Linked DNA regions of Zea mays: region 2 is linked to region 1. A link is a contact called in public Hi-C data. All regions are on one chromosome and are shown on one strand. The core of a region is the stretch at or near the end of the contact, and the rest is flanking DNA. Distances in the headings are between cores, read along the strand shown. Region 1 holds the start of LOC100282173. Region 2 holds the start of LOC100217039.

The links. Hi-C and Micro-C count contacts between places; a contact is called where the count stands out from the background.
Region 2: a Hi-C map of ear shows a contact between it and region 1, with 4 times the contacts expected there. The contact joins the promoter of LOC100217039 here to the promoter of LOC100282173 in region 1. A contact is called at or near these places in 14 of 25 Hi-C or Micro-C datasets (bundle sheath, ear, endosperm and 5 more) and 1 of 3 datasets of contacts at active chromatin or transcription factors (leaf).

The regions. Positions count from the first base shown.
Region 1 is chr7:9,543,941-9,546,884 of Zm-B73-REFERENCE-NAM-5.0, forward strand. LOC100282173 reads right to left here and starts at 1,413. Exons shown (of 2, transcript NM_001155085.2): 1 at 1,273-1,413; 2 at 1-121. The coding sequence starts at 105.
Region 2 is chr7:9,684,087-9,687,030 of Zm-B73-REFERENCE-NAM-5.0, forward strand. LOC100217039 reads left to right here and starts at 1,476. Exons shown (of 20, transcript NM_001359550.1): 1 at 1,476-1,802; 2 at 2,129-2,191; 3 at 2,291-2,345; 4 at 2,859-2,944. The coding sequence starts at 1,725.

The DNA.
Region 1 (2,944 bases), core at 163-2,662:
CGAGTCGCAGACGACGCACTTGCCGTCGCACTTCTCGCACAGCCGCCCGATGGCGATGCCGGGCTGCTTCCGGCACATGATCAGGTCCGGGTGGTGTTTCGCCATGCCTCAAATGTTAACCCTGGCAAGCCGTAGCACGATGGTTAGTTTTTGCACTGTCATGGAGCAACGTTACTACAGCTTGTCAGGAACGAGAAAAAAAAAACAGGACAGAGAAATGGTTGAAGGTTGGATACCAAATTCAAAGAGATTTGCTAGTTCGTTATTTATTTAACTTGATAGCAGGTAGTAAGGGAAACCTCTGTTTCGGCGGGAACTAAGCACTTTCCATATGCATCACTGAATTCGTTTTTCTTTCATTCTACCGTTAGGTGCTCTTTTCTTTTTTGTCAGCAACTTGACTGAACAAAAAGAATACAAATGTCCTACATGAGTGACAGGAGGACCCCTCTATCATTGCTACTCACAGCCAAACCCATCTTATATGATTTGGAGATGGTCATCATATATTCCTAATTTCCTATGTACCATAGTTAAAGCAATTGAGTCTATAGCCACAAACAAACAAAAAACATGCAAAAGGGTGTCCCATGGAGCTACGTTCAAATACTTCTTGACGTTTCTAAAATGAACATGTTGGAATAAATTTGGTGATTCGGACATTGGACTGGCAACAGCCATTTGTGCCGATCTCGATTGTACTCACTGGCATTGTGGACACCTAATGGCAAGGGAGACAGGAAGAATAATAATCTGTTCTAGACGAGGTGCCAATGTTAGCGTCATATAGTCCCTTCAGCGAAGATAGAAATAAACAGCCCAAGTGTTGTTGTTCACTTCTATTGGATATGTTGGAACCCAGAAAAATAGTCGGCTGTCGGCGGTGTCTGCAAACAGACGGTTGAATCAACTGTTTGCTTTTCCTACGGACACAGGTACTTGTTTGAAGCTGCTACTGCTGGACGCGCAGTCGAATCAACAAGCTGCCTGCTACCCATACAGGACGACAAGTGGAGATCAACACAAGAGACAGGACACGGCAGTGGCGGTCTCCGGATAGGGGGAGGGTCAGTGCGGGGCCGGCGCGCCATCTGCTAGCAGACCCACGCATCGACGACGATATTTCAGTTAGGTGGCTCGAGGGCGACACCGGAGGGATCTAGCATAGCACGCGAATGGTTTATCAACTGCGTTCAGTAATGCATGAGCTGAGCCAAGGGGCTGGAGTCCTGGAGATGGATCCGTGGGAGCGACTGAGCTATAGCCACGTACCGGCGTAAGAAGAGGTGGAGCAGGACGGACGAGGCGCCGAGGTCGATGGAGGCGCGAGAGGCGATGGAGGCGGAGGATCCAGTAGAGCAGGAGTCAGGGGAGAAAGGGAGGGGAGGGGAGGGGAGGGAATAAGGTCTGGTTGGGCCTTGGGCATGGGGAGCCAGGTTTTGCGGGCTGCTTGGAGGGAGGAGCCACTAGAAGCCTGGGCCTACATCGTCAATATCTGCTTCCCATATTCTTTGGAATCGATATTTGCATATCATGTAATCTGGTAATCTATACTTCTATATTACTCTATTAAAAATCTAATATAAGCATCTAGTGCCACAACTTCACCCTCCACACTCTAGACACATCCACCACACCGTGCAAAAAATAGTGCAAAGTAAGCACTCAAACCTACACTCACCTGCTTCAGAGATTTTGGGTTAACCAACAGACCACACGTACTTAGTGTTTTGAAATAAACAATAGTTATATTTGAGTATATAACAACCATAGTAAAGCACAAGCAACTGACTAGTTTAACCCATAAACTCGAAACTCCGTGAGTACCTGACCTATCACCCATGTGGGCACGTGTGATGATTTTGACCCGTGGTGTAACTCACACTTGACCCCAAGTTTCGGGGGTGTGGGTGTGTGTTTCTATTTCAACCCATGGTTGATCCCACACTCGATCCAAAATTTATGTTGGCGTCGATCTAGGCAGCTGAAAGTTCCCTATGCCCGGAAACAGGATCTAGATGTCGTCTAGAGGGGGGATGAATAGGCGAATAATAATTATCACTTTATAACTGAAAATTCTTACTCTACTCGAAGGCCGGATTGCAGTGGAATGAAAGACCCTTCGAGTAGGTTGCAGCAGAATTGAAGTTCTTGTCTTAAAATACCCTGCACTTCGAAGACAGCTTATACCACATATAAATATTGAAGTGCAAGTATAAACAACAAATAAGATAGAGAAACAACACACAGCACAGAGCAGAGCACACGGACACAGGGATTTATCCCGAGGTTCGGCCAAGCCTGAAATGCTTGCCCAGTCCTCGTTGGAGTTAGCCACACCTGGGCTTGGAGTCTATTTCAACTCCTTCTTCCGTTTGCTCAGATCTGTCAGTATGACAGATAGAGCCTTCCACTATGTTGATATTGGTTACAACAACGTCGTGGCTGCTTACAGTCTTCTTCGACATCACTCCGGCAGAGTAACAATGCGCTCAAGACTTTGCTCTAGCTCTCAGCAGCACTTCTCCACTCTCTAAAGGCTTATAGCTTTGCCTCTACACAAACTAGAGAGATATACACGAGAGGGAGAGAGAGAATTGATCCAAATGATGTGTACAATTGTTGACTGCACTTGTGTACTTGTTTGAGGCGCCTAGGGGTCCCTTTTATAGCCCCAAAGGGCCTAGGAGCCGTTAGAGCTTCATTTGGAAGCTCCCAGTCTTCCCTGGTTGCGGGTGCACCGGACTGTCCGGTGGTGCACCGGACTGTCCGGTGGTGCACCGGACAGTGAACAGTAACGGATCTGATTGACAGTTTCCTTCTCTGGAACAGCTAGCCGTTGGTGCACCGGACAGGTTACTATTCACTGTCCTGTGCACCGGACAGGTCACTATTCACTGCCCTGTGCACCGGGACACAGATACTATTCACTGTCCTGTGCACC
Region 2 (2,944 bases), core at 226-2,725, 140 kb after region 1:
CTGTTGTCAGCAGGGTTGTTTACGTTGTTCACGTTGTCCAAATTCTCTTGCAACACTAGAGAGTCTTGCTCAAGCATGCAAGCAATGTCCTCCAATGCTACACGTAATTTGGTAGCCTCAAATGAGGACAACCCGCGTCCTGGACGGATTGTTTGACGAGCTACGGAAAAAATCTTGTCCGCAATCTCTTGCATCCTTCCAATTGCCTTGTCGGCTATGGAGTCTGCTGAATCCATCTGATGTGGATTAAGGTTGTTAGTGAACTAGACAGTAGGACAATGTACTTACATCCATTGAGATACTCTACAAAATTAGGGTTGAAGCTACAATCATAAAGATACTCAGGTTGCCAATCTATGGAATAAACCCTGAACCATATCAATGGATTGCAGTTAACCGCGAACAACAATTGGTAATATCTTCTGTATTCAAAAAAAATCATTCCCCCCACAATAAAATTGTTGAAGCAGTTGATCCCTACCATTTAGATTAGTTCTCTTATCCTAACCGTGGAATCATTGTTCAGGTCTAGTGACGGTTATGAACTAAAACAAGGCCATGGATCCACGTTCTTGGAACACATAAACTGCATATATGCTGACAAATAAGTCAAACACAAATTGATATTCACGTTACCTTAGCTTCAGTGGAGGTTGGAACCGAAGTCCTAGAATCCCAGTTGATCTTGGAACCGAAGACCTTGACCTCGACTTGATACGAAAATCTGTAGGCGGCAATGAAGACAATAATCTGTTACTAGGTCGTTCATTACCTTTGAAGATTAAGTGGAGCTACTGGACATGAGGGGGAGGGGTGTGGCGGGATCGAACCCTAGCAACACGACAGGAGACAGCGGGGTGGGTACGGATGGACGCGAGGTGCACCGTACCTACGAAGATGCAGACGCGATGGTGGGGGAGCTGCGGAACCTTCGCGACGGAGCCAGGGCGGCGGTGTCACTGCTGCAAAGAGGAAACGGTGAAGGAAACACGACAATGGGAGGAGAAGACGGTGGGGACGACAATGGGAGGAGGGATTCCGTACCTGAGTACACCGGCGGCGATGCGTTCGGTGCGGACCGGCGACGCTCCGTTCGCTTCGCGGCGGCGGAGGAGCGTTGCAGGGAACCCTAGCCTAACTGCGCGTGGGCTTCTTACGGAAGCCAAATGAGCGCCGCTTCGCGAGGACCGTGGGCGGGCGGCTTCTTACCCAAACGCTTTGCCCAAAAGTCGCGCGAGAAGTTGGGCGTTTGGTTTCAGCTTTAGCTTCTGGCGGCCAGAAGCCGCCCAGAAGCTGAACCAAACAGCTACCAGATAGTTTACTGACACGCTTGCACGAAGGACTTCCGTTGCCATTATTTTGTCCACCCATTAGGAGTTTAGGACGATGTGCTGGACTGCTGCCCATAGCCTGTTAAGAGCTACTTTGGGAACACCGAAGGGAAAATTAGAATCCCTTGGGAAAACGGTGTTCCCAAAGTAGCCCTAAAAGACCAAAGAAAAACCGGGAAAACACCCGTCGCCCGCCCCTCATCCCTCCGTCGCCGCGCCGCCGTCCCATCGACGCCACCTGCCGCTGCCGCCGTCCAGCACACCTCCTCCGCCTCACGCGTTCCTGCAGAAAGCCTCTCCTAGACCACGGCCCAAGGCCCTTCATATCCACGCGGCACCCGAGCAGCAGAACCCTAGATAAACCCTCTCGGGGGCTAAGCACCGGCGGCGGCGATGGTGATGGTCCCTCCCGGCGAGTGGGTCCCCCACGTCGAGGCCTACGTCGACGTCTCCCGCCCCGCCGTGCAGCATGTAACATCCTCTTTCCTCTCCTCTCTCATTCCCCTCGTTCCAGTTGCAACGTTAGTTCAGTTAACTAGTTAGCTTGTGTCTTGAGTAATTCGATTTGTAGTAGTAATCACAAATTCACAATATGAGGTTGGTATATTTGGGATGCCGGAACAAACCATTGGTTTATGTGCGAGATTTGATAGAACACCTCCAGTTTCAGATTCTGTATAAAACTAGTGCGAAGAACTACTGCTAGTTTAGTTTGTTGTGAAAAAATGTTCCTTTCGCTTAGACTGATATCTGGTTTCATGTGTATCCTAATGCTGTAATGATGTGGTGTGCAACAGTCTGCTAGCGTGGATGCACTTGCTGCCCTGGTGAACAAAGACAAGTTGACCCTTTTTGATTTGGTATGCTCCAGCAGCCAAGATGTCATTTTGTAGCGTGATGCACCATACTGGGGAAAGCAGGTTAACTTCATTATGTTTCTACTTGGTGATTTTGTATAGGTGTCCAAGATGGATCTTTATTTGACGACAACAGACCACATTGTCAGATCAAGAGGTTCGTTTATCTATTTTCTCTGTTGTGGTTACAGTCCACGCTATGTTATCATGATTTATTAAGTGTCGATCAAACGTTGTAATTCAAAGTCTGAACCTTCTTTCTAAGTCCGTTAGGAGGTATGGCCTATGGCTAGTTCTCCTACCGGTATTTCCTTTGAAGATGAATACTTCGAATGTTATCCTTTTGACCTTTTTGTGAAGACTGATGCAGTTTTTACTAATGAAACAAACACCAACTATATATGACAATACAAGCATACAGGGGTGTGCATGTCTACATGCAGATTGACAGTACAAACTGAAAATGGCAAGGAAGAATGTGCCACTCTATTGGATCAGTGATTGCGTTTCAATAAATTTGAACTTTGTTCTGAACTTACCATTTCAATCTAACCTTCTGAACTTATCTCCCTTTGCATCTGTTCCTGATAGATTTGACTAAATATCATTAACCTGCTACATGCATGTTTTTTTGTTGCTGGTAATTTACTTCTAAGCTTTTATTTTACAGGAATACTGCTTCTTGGGGAAACATTGTCTCGAATTTCATTTAAATATTTAGATGTTATTACCATTACAACATTGTCAGACTTCTTT